2 separate regions of the Sminthopsis crassicaudata genome follow, and region 1 is linked to region 2. Evidence: chromatin contacts called from public Hi-C data. All regions are on one chromosome and are shown on one strand. The core of a region is the stretch at or near the end of the contact, and the rest is flanking DNA. Distances in the headings are between cores, read along the strand shown. Region 1 holds the start of FAAP20 (FA core complex associated protein 20). Region 2 holds the start of SKI (SKI proto-oncogene).

Region 1 (6,208 bases), core at 3,112-5,611, 140 kb after region 2:
TGCCTACTTCTGTGTCTCTTCTCACTTTCTTTTTAACCCCTTATAACCCAGCTTCTGATCTTAATCTTCCACCAAAACTATTCTCTCCAAAGTGAACAGACCTTTTGCCAAATCCAGTGATTTTTTTTTCCCCTCAATCCTCTTTCTCCCTGATCTTTCTGTAACCTTTCACTCTGTGGATCACACTCTCCTTCTTGATAATCTCTTCTCAGTTGTTTTTGGGGGCACTTTCTCTCTTGGTCTCTTTGTTTATCTACCTCTTTTTCTCTCTGTCTCTTTCTGTGACTCTCACCCTCTGTGTTTCTCTTTCTCTCTCTATCATTCTCTCTGACTGCTCCTTCTCTGTCTCCTTTGCTAAATCCTTCTTCAGATCATGCCCTCTGACTCTACATATCCCTCAGAGCTCTGTCTTGGGCCCTCTTCTCTTCTCCCACTATACTACTTCATTCGGTGATCTATCTCATCAGCTCCCATGGACTAATCATTAAATTTATACTCTTAATTCTCAGATCTACCTATTTTGTCCCAAACTCTGCTGATCTCCAATTTCAAATCTTCACCTTTCAGACATCTCGAATTGGATGTCCAGTAGATATATTAAACTCAATATATCTAAAATTGAACTCATCTTTTTCTCTAATGGCCCCCTCCTTTCCTTGTTGCTATACAGGACGATACCCTTCTCCTAATCCTATAGGCTCACAATTTAGGTGTCATCCAGGATTCTTCACAACTCTCATCCCCCGTATCCAAGATGCTTCTAAAACCTATTTACTTCACCTTTGCTGCAACTCTCAAATATGCTTCCTTTTCTCCCCCTAACCTGGTACAGACTCCCATCATTTCACACCTGAACTGCTGCAATACTTACTGGGGGATCTGTCTGCGTTAGGTCTCTCCCCACTCCAGTCCATTCTTTATTCAGCCACCAAAGTGATTTTCCTGAAGTATGGCTGTCATCCCCTATTCAAATAAATTCCATTGGCTTCCTTTTATTCCGGGATCAAAAATAAAATACCTTCTCAGATCTATTCTCCCCTCTCTCCCTCCTTGTCCTCTGCCTCTGAAGTGATTTACCTAAAGAGTAGGTCTGATCCTATTCAATAACTCCAGTTCTTCCCTATCACTTTATGATCAAATATAAAATATTCTATTAGTCTTTTAAAAGCCATTCATAAGCTGACCCTTCCACCTTTCCAGGCGTCTTATAGATTAATTATTCCCATTCATGAGCTTGACCATCTAGACATCCAGAATGTACTGCTATTCTGCAAATGTGATAGTCCTTCTCCTACCTCCATGTTTTTGCCGTGTTCCCTGAGCCTTGAATGCAATCCCTTTTCACCTTTTAGAATCTCTGGTCCCCTTCATGATTCGTCTGAAACATAACCTTTATCTAGAACCTCTTCCTGAATCCCCTATTTGTGTTTTCCCCCCAAATTGTTTCATATAAAAGGCAAAATAGCTTCTGGAGTCACTAGAGAGGAATTCTGTCCTGAAATTCTGTCCCCCTCTGGGGATCTAATCTGTGTGCATGAGGGCTGGGAAAATAGCTTTAGAGCCTTTCTGCACTTGCAGTATTTTTTAAAAGAGGAGATTTTTTTTCCCCCATCATGCAAAAAAACCAAAACAAAACTAAAATGTTTTTCATAAGCTCTAGGCCCAGTAATTGATATGATAGACACCTCAGTCTCTTCATCTGCAAAATTAGGAAGTGGGACTAGCTGACCTCAAAAACCCCTTCCAGCTCCAAATCTGTGGCCCTATTAACTTCAAATTAGTTAATTGCTCATTTTATATTTTGAGCTTCTGTGATTTCTGGAAATGTAGCCCAGATTCCGTGGAGCTTTAAAAATCACCTGACCAAAACGGACACTCAGAGCTTTATGGATGCTTTACGACCATATTGAGAATGTGGATGGGTTTACCTGGACTACAAGAACCGGGTTTCAGGAATTTATGTATTTCTTTAGTGCCAACTATGGATTCAGCCCCACGCCAAACACTGTAGGGAACCCAGGAGAAACAGGATCCATGAATCCTGCTCCTTAGACATTTGCCCTCCTAAAACACCAGAAACAAGGGTAAACGATGCAGGGCAGAATATAGGCAAATTGTGTGCTATAGATTTATTAATGTCATAAAAGCTAATGAGGGCTGGAGTGATCAGGAAAGACTCATTTCGGCTAGATGGCAAGGAAAATCTTCCTAAGGAGTCACGTTAGGTGGAAGTAGAATGATCTGTTTGGGAAGATAGTGAGCTTCCCATCACTGGAGTGAAACTCCTCTTCACTCAAATGGAAACTGGATGGCTACTAATTGGAGATTATGAAGTAGGAATTGTCCTAGTGCTCAAGACTGGACTAGGTGACTTTCTAAATTCATAAGTTCTGTGATTCTGAGTCTCAGGTTAATGAGTCTAGGCTAGGAAGATCATGAGATTTATATATATATGTAATAGTTTTTATTTACCAGATGTCTGCATGGGTAATTTTACAGCATTGACAATTGCCAAACCTTTTGTTCTAATTTTTCCTCTCCCCCCCCCACCCATGGCAGGTTGACCAATACATGTTCAATATGTTAAAGTATAAATTAAATACAATACATGTATACATGTCCATACAGTTGTTTTGCTGCACAAAAAGAATCAGACTTTGAAACAGTGTACAATTAACCTGTGAAGGAAATAAAAACTGCAGGTGGACAAAGGTAGAGGGATGGGGAATTCTATGTAGTGGTTCATACTCGACCCGAAGAGTTCTTTCATTGGGTGTAGCTGATTCAGTTCATTACGGCTCTGTTGGAGCTGGTTTGGATCCTCTCGTTGTTGGAGAGGCCTCGTCCATCAGAATTGGTCATAAGTATTGTTGTTGGAGTGTACAACGAAGATCTGAGATTTTAATCACAGACCTGGAAGGGATCTTGGGAATCACACTACATTTTTTCTTACAGGAGAGAGATCTGAGCTCAGAGAAGGGATGGATTTGTCCCGGGTCACAGAGGCAGTAGGTTTGCCTGGATCGGGTCTCTCGCTCTCTGATCCAAAACCCGGAACTTTCCCTTTCACATCAAGCTGTAGGAGCTCCTGCTGCTGCAGGGGAAGGCGCACTGCTGTTTCAGAAGAAACAGCGGGCAAGTCCTTGCCATGCTTGGGCTTCGTGTTGGAGTCCAGCCTGGCGTCAGCTCCATTGTTGAAATGGGGGATTTCTTGGGGAAACAAGGTCCGAGGCCATCCAGAACAGAGGCTCTCGGGCTCATGAATGAGGAAGGGCAGCCGGCGGGTGTGGGGTACCAAGGCCCTTCAGACTCACCTTTGCCCTAAGCTCTCTTTTGACTCCCTCCATCCACGGGAGACGTTCAGAAGCCGCGGAGGAGGGCAGGAAAAAATGTCCAGACGCCACATCCCTCCTTGTCCGGCTTTGCCACTGCGGCTGAGGACCCAGTGAGCCGGGGGCGCCTGGCCCGGCTCACCAAAGGCTGAGATGCCCCTTTCGCACCTCCCTGGCATCCTCTTCCAGATTACTGCTTGGTAGACATGTTTAAAAAACCCCAAAGGCCAGAGAAAAAGAAAACGTACAGGGAGCAGAAAGCATAAACGGATGCTTGCCCTCTTCCCCGACTGATGGGAGACCCGAATGGATCCGGCTTGGAAGGGCCGTGGAGGGCACTGCCAGGCTGGCTGGCATCTCCCAGCCCAGGGCTGGAGGAGACTGGGGGAGGTGATGAGTGCCCCGAGTGAGCGGGGGAGGGGCGAAGGGACCTGAGAAATACCAGCTGTAAGTGAGGGGGAAGGAAGGGAAGAAGGGAAGGACCAAGTGAATGTGTGGGGGGAACAACAGCTGTAGAGGTGAAAGATAACAACTCCAGGGAAGAGGGAGGGGGATCACCTCTCCAGGTGTAAGAGGAGACAAGAAGTAACCTGCCCAAGAGGGGCTGGAGCAAACTAGAGTTCCAATTAGGGGGAGGGGGAGGAGTAATAGCTGTGGGGGAGGGGCGCTAAGTAACAGGTGAGGGGAGAGAAAATCTGGGTGATGCAGGAAGTGTGTGTGTGTGATTGTGTGTGTGTGTGATCATGTGTGTCTGTGTGTGTGATTGTGTGTGTGTGTGTGATCATGTGTGTGTGTGTCTGTGTGTGTGATTGTGTGTCTGTGTGTGTGATTGTGTGTTTTATGTGTGTGCAAAGATAAAGGGTCTAGGTGAGGAAAGGCAATAATAGTTCCAGGTAAGACAGAGGTGTGTGTGTGTGGGGGGAGGAGTAATAACTTCTCCAGGTGAGGAAGATAATAAAAGCTCCAGGTGGGGGGAGGGAGCGGGGGGGAGGGGAGATAACTCCAGGTGAGCGGGGGCGTGGGGGGGAGGGGACAGAAGGCGAGTAATAATGTGTCCAGTTGAGGGGGCGATATCAGCTTCAGATGAGGGGCAGGGGTGACAGCTTTTACGACAGTAACAGCTCCCATGGAGAAGAAGGCCTGGAAATGACAGTTCTAGGTCATGAGGGGCAGGTAACAGCTTCAGGTGAAGGAACAGAGAAAGATGGATGAAAGCTCCAGGGGATGGTGGACCGTAAGGGCGGGGCATCACATTTTCCTAGGCCGCGCCTCCCGGGCTTGTTCATCCCAGCGTACACGCACGCACGCACGCCTCAGGGAACGTACGTACGCACGCACTCGCTGGCGCGTCCCCCCGCCCATCCTCCTCCAGGCGCATGCGTGTGCGTGCGTGTGCGTATGTATGCGCAAGCGCAGTCCTCGGAGACGCTGTCAGGCGGGAAGCTCAGTGTCTCGGGCGGCCAATGGCTCTATCGGGAGCGGCGGCCGCTCGCGGGCCTAGGTTGAGGCTGACGCGGAAAAAGCCCCCCGCGCCTCCTTCCTCCTCTTGCTCCGGGCCTGGCGGCGGGGGGCAGGAGGGCAGGTGAGGCCCCGCCCAAGACGAGGCCCCCGTTTTACGGGCCTTCGTCTCCTCCCTCCGTCCTCCTGGTTCCCCCTAAGTAGGCCCCGCCCCCGCCCCCCGCTGAGCTGGGCGTTGTCACTTCCACTCCCCTCCTCCCTGGCGTTTTTGTCTCAGCCGGACCTCCAGTAGCCCCCAGTGACCACTCTTTTAGCCCTCACTGAATATCCCCCAATGACCAACCCTTCTGTAGCCCCCACTGAATAGCCCTCCAGTACCCCCTAGTGACGAGGCCCTCCGGTAGTCCCAGCGACCAGGCTTTCTCCAGACGCCCCCCAGCCTCTGCACCTCCTGACCAGCCGTAATTACTGGGCGCTTAATGGGGGCCTTACCCGTTACCTCCTGTGGCTTCTCATGACCCTAGAGTTGAAAGGTTATGGGGGTCATTGTCTAAGGCCCCCTAAGTTTTACAGAGATGGAACATGTTGCCAGGGCCTTTCCCCCTTCCCCCCTCCCCTCTGTGGGTCCAAGCTGGATCCCTGAGGTGGAACCGTACTGGGCCAGACTCCCCAGGGGTCACGTGGGCGTGGCTCCTGTGTGGGCCGGCCCCTGGTGGGGGTGCACAGCTCTGACTTTGTAGCGGGGGAGGTGATGTGCGCCCACCTGCCTTCCCTGCGGGATTCGGCCAGGGGAGAGGGGGGAAGAGGGAATGAGCATTTATGGAGCACCTGCTGTGTGCACAGGTCTCATTGGAGGGCCTTGTTATCCCTCGTTTTATGTTTGAGGAAATGGAGGCCGACGGGCCAAGCAAGGCCCAGAGCCGCGGTTCTGGTTGGAGGCTGGTTTGGGCCTCTCCCGGGCCTCAGTGGGGCAGCCGTGCCGGGGCGCTCCCAGAAAGAGGGAGGTCCGAGGAGAGGCCTCCGGGTGTGCAGGGATCCAGGCGGCTCGGACCCGGGGCGCCCCGTGGAACACTCCCGCCCCTTCCTCAGACTGGCGGAGCGCCCCCGCGGGCGGGACTGGTCCTAATGGCGAGTCTCCCCCTCATTTTGTGTTCACAGAACGACGGGCCCGCGCTCTTGGCTGGAGCAGGAGGGGCTAAGTGAGCCTGAGGAGCTGTGGAGGCTGCTGGTGTCGGGGAGCGCCGGGCCCGCTCAGTGCCCGGCCCGCCCGGAGATGCTGGACTTCCCCGCCTTCTCCCACCAGGTACCCGGGGTATCAACGTCAGGGCACGCAGGGTTACGGCGGGGCCTGTTCAAAATTAGTTTTTTTTAATAGGGAAGCCCGACCTTTAAAAAGTGTTGCTAAACTCCTCACTGCG
Region 2 (6,375 bases), core at 3,172-5,671:
GGTCTGCTCAGAGCGACAGCTGCCAGAAAGGAGCCGGGGCTCTGGGTCACCCAGCACCCAGGGAGCTCGCCACGGGAGTCCAAGAGTTAGGGCTCCCTGGGGCTCAGCCGGAATCTGTCTCCCACCAAAATGGCTCTTGAGGCCTTGGAGGGGGAGGGGGGGCCAGGAGACTGAGCCAGAAGTAGTCCTGCTGGGTGGGACCCTGCTACTCCCAGGCTTCAAATTGTGGTGCCCAAACCCAGTGAGAGGAAAAGCTTGTGGTGGAGGAAGAGGAAAGGGGCGGGCAGAGAGAGAAACATCAATATTCAGAGGAAACCAGGGCAGGGCCGGGCAGGGCAGGGCCTGGGCCTACAAGAACAGAGGACACTGAGGAAAAACCAGGCAAAGCTGAAGAGAGGAGGCTGGGAAACTGAGAGGGAAAAGAATCAAAGCAGGCATTTATTTATACACGACTTTTTTTTTTTTTCATTTTTGGCTTTACCTATATAATCTCATTCACAAGAATCTTGTGAAGTTTAATACTAAAGGCATTAATTACCCCCCCCCCCCATTCTTCAGGGGAGGAAACTGAGGCTCCTCAGAGAGAGGAAGGCTCTGTAACAACCCAGGATCAGGACCCCCTCGTGTAAGAGTTTAACTTTAAAGCCGGCCCTGCCTTTCTACAAAACGTGGCCTCTCCCCACTATCCCGGGCTCTCCCTTCCCCCACCTTGCAAAGATTCCCAACTCAGGGGAAAAAAGCAAACTTATCTTGTGCAAGAGGAAGTTGGGGAAGAAGTGGAGAGCCAGGAGGGGAGAAATAAATCAGTGAGGAAAAGATCCTCCACTGGTTTCTGATGGAAGATCCCCTCGTGGGCCCACCCTGCTTCCGCTACCTCGCCTTGTAATGGAGACTCGACTTCCCCGTGTGGCCTTCAGAGGGGCTCTTATTCCGCCCTGAGGAGGCTGGAGGGCGTCTCCAGAGCAGGTAGGGGCATGTTGCTCGCTGGCTCACCAGAAACGGGCCCCAAACAGCCCGCAGCCCGCAGCCCGGGCTCCCTGGAGCCCAACCTCCAGAAATATGTGGCTTTTAGCAAGCCAGTCCTGCTTGGGACCCAAAGTCCCCACACCACAATCCGAGACCAAACCGACCCAAGTAAAAGAGAAACCCCACAAACATACAGACAAGCCCACACTCAGCCAAGTATGCAAAAATCTCACACACCCTCTTCTCACAAAAGAGCCTCCTTTCTAGCAGCCGTGGGCTCCATGACCTAAAAATTATTCCAGTGTTATTTGCCTCCGGCAGTATTCTAACAGCACGAGAGCCCATTTGAATAGATCCACAATTATCTGCAAACTGCCACAACACACAGCTCCGACTTATTGATCGCCCATGGGGAAAGGGAGCTTCAAAAGGGGGGCTGACTTGGAGGCCCCCCCCAACACCGGGGCAGGAAATGTTTACACGGAGCCATCTGAACGCCCAAGCCACTGCAGCCAAGTCCCTCTGGGAAAGTTAGCCCTCTTCACAAAGCAACAATCGAGCTGGAGTTTCAGCTACACAACTTCCCCCACAAACAGGTTTCCCACCGCAATCCCTCCACTCCCCCTCCCCGAGCTCCCGTTCGGCGTCCCACCTCCTCCCCAAATACAGGGCCACGTAGACACAGGTCAATCGAAACCTGCCACCGGAGTAAGTGCCTGATTAGCTAAGGATAGACAAACCATTAAAAACACATCCACCTCCAACTAGAAGAGATAATTTGCCTCATTACAGCAGCCCTCCTACAATGGTTCTGACACTCAAACTGGAGGAACTCCCAGGGAAACTGGGGTGGAGAATCTATTCACAGATTTAGAAGAAGAAGAAAAAAAAAAAAAAGTTTGATGCAATAGCTGAATTAATTAGGCCTCCCAAGAATAGCTGAGCGCAAATGCAGCATTTTCTATGTGCAATTTAATAAGCCTGGATCCTTAAAAGAAAAGTTACAAATACTTGAGGGGTGGGGAGGGAGTGTGAAGGGTGCATTGAAAAGTTAATGAGAATCTCAGTGAATAGTCTAAGTGTCTAATGGGTCTCCAGATCTGCCACAATCCAAGACTCCTGCAGGATCACACAAATACTCCAACCCTCGGCAAACAACAGAGCTGTATTGTCCAGAGGGCTTTCAGTATCACTCTTTTCTCTAGTGCAGAGAGAAAGGGAGGGAGGGAATGAAATACTTGGAGTTCAAAACAAATGGCAGGCCCGTCGGTTATTCAGACATTCTGATGGGGCTCGGGAGCTCCTGGAGCCGATGGCTTGGGTGCCCACTGATTAGGCCCGCTGCCAGGTGCCAAACAGATCTCTCTCCCCACACAGGGAGGGAATGCTGGGATCCACACACTGGCAGACAGGCCCGGCAGACTCTCAGGCCAGGACTGGAGTCAGGAGTCTGGAAGTCTGGCTTTGCCTCCGACTCCTGGGCAACCCTGGACACAACACCTGCCTTACTTGCACTTTCTCTGTCTTTGAAAAGGAAGGATTAGAGAGTGAGCCTGGGGAAAGAAGCCCCCGGATTCCCGGGGCCTCAGCCATCTGGAGACAGAGGATAACTAACTGCTCTTCCCCTCAGCCCCATCCCACCTTCGCTTATTTACCTCAAATCTAATATGGCAAAAAAGCCCCCGGCTAAAAGTCAATCACTGGGGGGGAGGGGGCGCTAAGAATATACAGTTTCTTCCACCTTCCCTACCTCCCGATTTAACAACTGCCGACTGATGTTAATTTTGCACTGTTTGTGATCAGATGTGTGTGTTTTAAATTTATAAGTCTACGGAGAGGTCCTCTTGCCCACCACTGTTTATCTGTGCAATTGCTAAGTAACCTGGGAAAGCATTTACATTGAATGCATTTTGCATTTTATCCACACAAGGCTACAGAATTTTAATAAACTGACCACCAAGTGGGGGGGGGGGGGGAGTAGCGGGAAGAAGATCCCGGGAGTAGCTAATGTGGCTTAAGAATCGAGTTTCCCACCCAAGGCTGAGGATTTAATACTTAACAATCCACATCCTTCCTAGATCCCTATGGGTTCTAACATGGGAGGGGGGGGGCGGTCTTAAAAGTGATCCGAAATCCAGCCCCTCAAATTGAGGGGCCGGGAGGCTCCACACAATGAGGATGAAGCCGGGGGATTCTGGGTGGGACTTTACCCGGCGGCTCGTGCGAGAGCATCCCCGTGGGGGCCCCGGTCCCGCTCGGACTCGACTCCGCTCCGCACTGAGGAGCGCTCCCCGGCAGGTGGGGGGGGGGGGTGACCGCGGGACGGAGGGGGAGGGGCAGGGGACGACAATCGGACACACTAACCCTGGGCGCTTTCCTCTTGTATTTGTTGCCATAGTCGAACTTCTCCTTCACGTCGTCCAAGCACTGGCCCAGCCTGGCTTTCTCCTCTTTGCCAGTGTAGTCCTGGCTCAGGAGGATATAGGCCCTCCAGTTGGCCGAGTCGAAGCCCCAGTGGCACGTCCTGTTCTCCAGGGCCTTGTGCGAGTGCACCACGAACTTGTGCGGGGGGTACATGAGGCGGCAGTCCAGGCACTGGATGCAGGCGGCGCTGGGGTTCACGTAGAGCTCGGGCACGAGCAGCCCCTTGCACTTGCCGAAGCACTCGTGGTACACCCTGAAGCTCTTCTCGGTGAGCTCGAGCTCCAGGGCGCTGGCGAACTCCTTCTTGCAGTGCGGCGGGTAGGCGCCGCCGTAGAGCAGGGCGTTGCAGAGGCGCTCGGCGTCCGTCTTGGTGATGAGCCCGCACGAGGGCGCCGAGAAGGGCAGGATGCCCATGACTTTGAGGATCTCCAGCTGGTCGGCGGTGCAGCGCGAGCAGTAGATGTGCAGCTCGTCGCACACCGAGTTGATCTGCTGCAGCGTGAAGTCCCGCAGCACCGAGTTGAGGATCTGCGGCAGGCACAGGCGCTTCTCGCCGCCCACCACGAAGCACGAGATGGTCTCGCCCTCCAGGATGGTCTCGCAGCGCTCGGTGGAGCGGTCCGAGGGCATGAAGAAGGGGCCCGGCATGACGGGCGGCGGCGGCTGGATGGGGGGCAGGTGCAGCACGGGGGGCGGCGGCGGGGGCTGCTGCTGCTGCGGCTGCAGCGGCTGCGGGGGCTGCGGCGGCTGCGGGGGCTGCTGCTCCGAGCCCGGGGCCGCGCCGCCGGGCTCCTTGGCGCTCTCCTTCTTGTACATCTCCTGCGCCCAGCGCGCCGAGAAGGCGGCCGGGCCGCCCAGGGAGCTCATGGAGCTCAGGTGGAACTGCTCCAGGGTCTTTTGCAGCCCCGGGTGCGGCTGGAAGCTGCTGCGGCCGGGCCCCACCGTCTCCATGGTGCGCTCCGGAGGCTCGGGGGCTCGCGCCCGCTCCCGCTCCCGGCCCAAGCCGCGGCCGCCCCCGCCGCCGGCCCGAGCCCCCCGGCGGCGCCCGCGGCCCCGGCCCCGGCCCACCCCGGCTCCGGGGTCCCGGGGAACGAGCCCCGGCGGCTGCTGGCAAATCACGGCCCCGGCGGCTTCGCCCTCGCCCCCTCCCGGGCGGTAGGGGTAGGCTGCCGCGGGGAGGGGGTAAGGGTCCCGCCGCTGGTGCGCGCCCGGGGCCGGCGCCACCTCCACATCCACGCGCCCCGCGCCCCGCCCGCCGCCGCCGCCGCCGCCGGGGCCCCCCGCGCGCCCCCCGCGCGCCCCCCGGGCTCTAGGCGCGGGGCATGCCCCGGCGCGCGCCGCCAACGCCAACGCCAAGGCTCGCGGGGCCGGGGCTCGCGGAGGGGGGCGCGCGGGCAGGGGCCGGGGCCGCCGGGGCCGCCGCGGCGGGGGCCCGGGCCGGGGCCGGGGCCGGGGCCGGGGCCGCGAGGCGCGAATCTCCGGCGCGGGCGCGGGCGCGGGGCCCGCCGGCCTGGCCGCCTCCGCCGGCGGCTCGCAGCTGCGCCCGGAGCGCTCCTCGGGCTCGCGGGCCCCGGCCCCGCCGCTCGCGGGCCGCCTCAGCGCCGCCCGGGCCTCCTCGCGGCCGCCGCCCGCTGCTCCGGCTCCGGGCTGGCTGCGCCGCCGGCTGGCTGGCTGGCGGGCGGCCGGGCGGGCTCAGTGCGCCGCGCTGGCGCGGGGCTGGCGGGGGCTGGGGCTGCTGCGGCGGCGGCGGCTGGGGCTGGGGCTGCTGGCGGGGCTGCTGGCGGCGAAGGAGGACGAGCGGGAGGCGGCGGCGGCGGCGGCGGCGCGGAGCTGCGGGCACTGAGCACACATCCTCTCGCCTCGGCGCTCCGGCTCGGACTGAGAGAGCGCCTCGCGCTGAGCTCATGCCGCCGCCGCCGCCGCCGCCGCCGCCGCCGCGCGCCGCTCGCCCCGCCCCCTGCTCCCCCGCCCGCGCGCTGTTTGTTGGTGTCTGCCTCAGTCATTGAATCGGGGCCAAGAATGTGACCAACTCCCCAGGCTGGGCTCTTCCAGGAACAGCCGCCCCCCCCTCCCCGTCTCCCCGCCCGCCCGGCCGGGCCCGGCTCGAGCTCCCCCCCCTCCTCCCCCTCCCTCCTCGCCCAGCCCCGGGTGCTGCTGCTAGGCTGCTGCTGCTGCTCCTGCTGCTGCTGCTGCCTGCGGGCGGAGCCGGGGAAAGCGCAGCCGGCCCCGGGCCTCCGACCTGCCTGCCTACCTGCCTGCCCACCTGCGGGGGCGTGGGTGTGTGCGGGTGTAAGGGTGCGCGTGCCCGCGCGCGTGGCCGGGGCTGGGCGCTATACACACACAACCGGGGCAAAAACTCACACACAACCGCGTGCAACACAAAGAGGCGACGCCACACAACCACACAACCGCGTGCCACACAAAGCGAGGACACACAACCACACAACTGCGCGCGACACAAAGAGGCGACACCACACAACCACAACCGCGTGCAACACAAAGAGGCGACGCCACACAACCACAACCGCGTGCAACACAAAGAGGCGACACCACACAACCACACAACTGCGCGCGACACAAAGAGGCGACACTACACAACTGCGCGCCCCACAACACCGCCGCGTGCAGCACAAACCGAGGAGATACAAGGCCACGTAACACAAAGAGAGCCGGCACACAACTGCACACAGTCCAGAACCGGGCCGGCCGGCGGGTCCAGATCCTGCGCCTCGGCCTGCCACCCGGCAAGCGGCTGCCCACAGCCTGAGGGCAAGCCCGAGCTGGTCACAGAGCCCCGAGTCAGGGCGGGGTCACACGCCCCCCACAGCACAAAGCAGGCCTGCCCCCATCAGAGAGCGGCCTGCAGAACCCGCCCTAACCCAGCACCCCCGCGGGAGGAGGCTCCCAGCAAGCAGCGGCAGCCGTGCACAACACAACCACCTGACCCTGCATAGAGTTGGCACCTAATGTTTGCTGCTTGGGGTT

Evidence for each region. A called contact is a pair of places that touch in the nucleus more often than the background predicts.
Region 1: a contact with region 2 is called in a Hi-C map of fibroblasts, with 12 times the contacts expected there. The contact joins the promoter of FAAP20 here to the promoter of SKI in region 2. A contact is called at or near these places in 2 of 2 Hi-C or Micro-C datasets (fibroblasts and hippocampus).

The regions. Positions count from the first base shown.
Region 1 is chr3:633,485,649-633,491,856 of ASM4859323v1, forward strand. It overlaps FAAP20 (FA core complex associated protein 20), which reads left to right and starts at 4,362. Exons shown (of 4, transcript XM_074306517.1): 1 at 4,362-4,505; 2 at 5,949-6,093. The coding sequence starts at 4,495.
Region 2 is chr3:633,350,317-633,356,691 of ASM4859323v1, forward strand. It overlaps SKI (SKI proto-oncogene), which reads right to left and starts at 4,422. Exons shown (of 1, transcript XM_074306509.1): 1 at 1-4,422. The coding sequence starts at 4,341. The coding sequence ends at 3,109.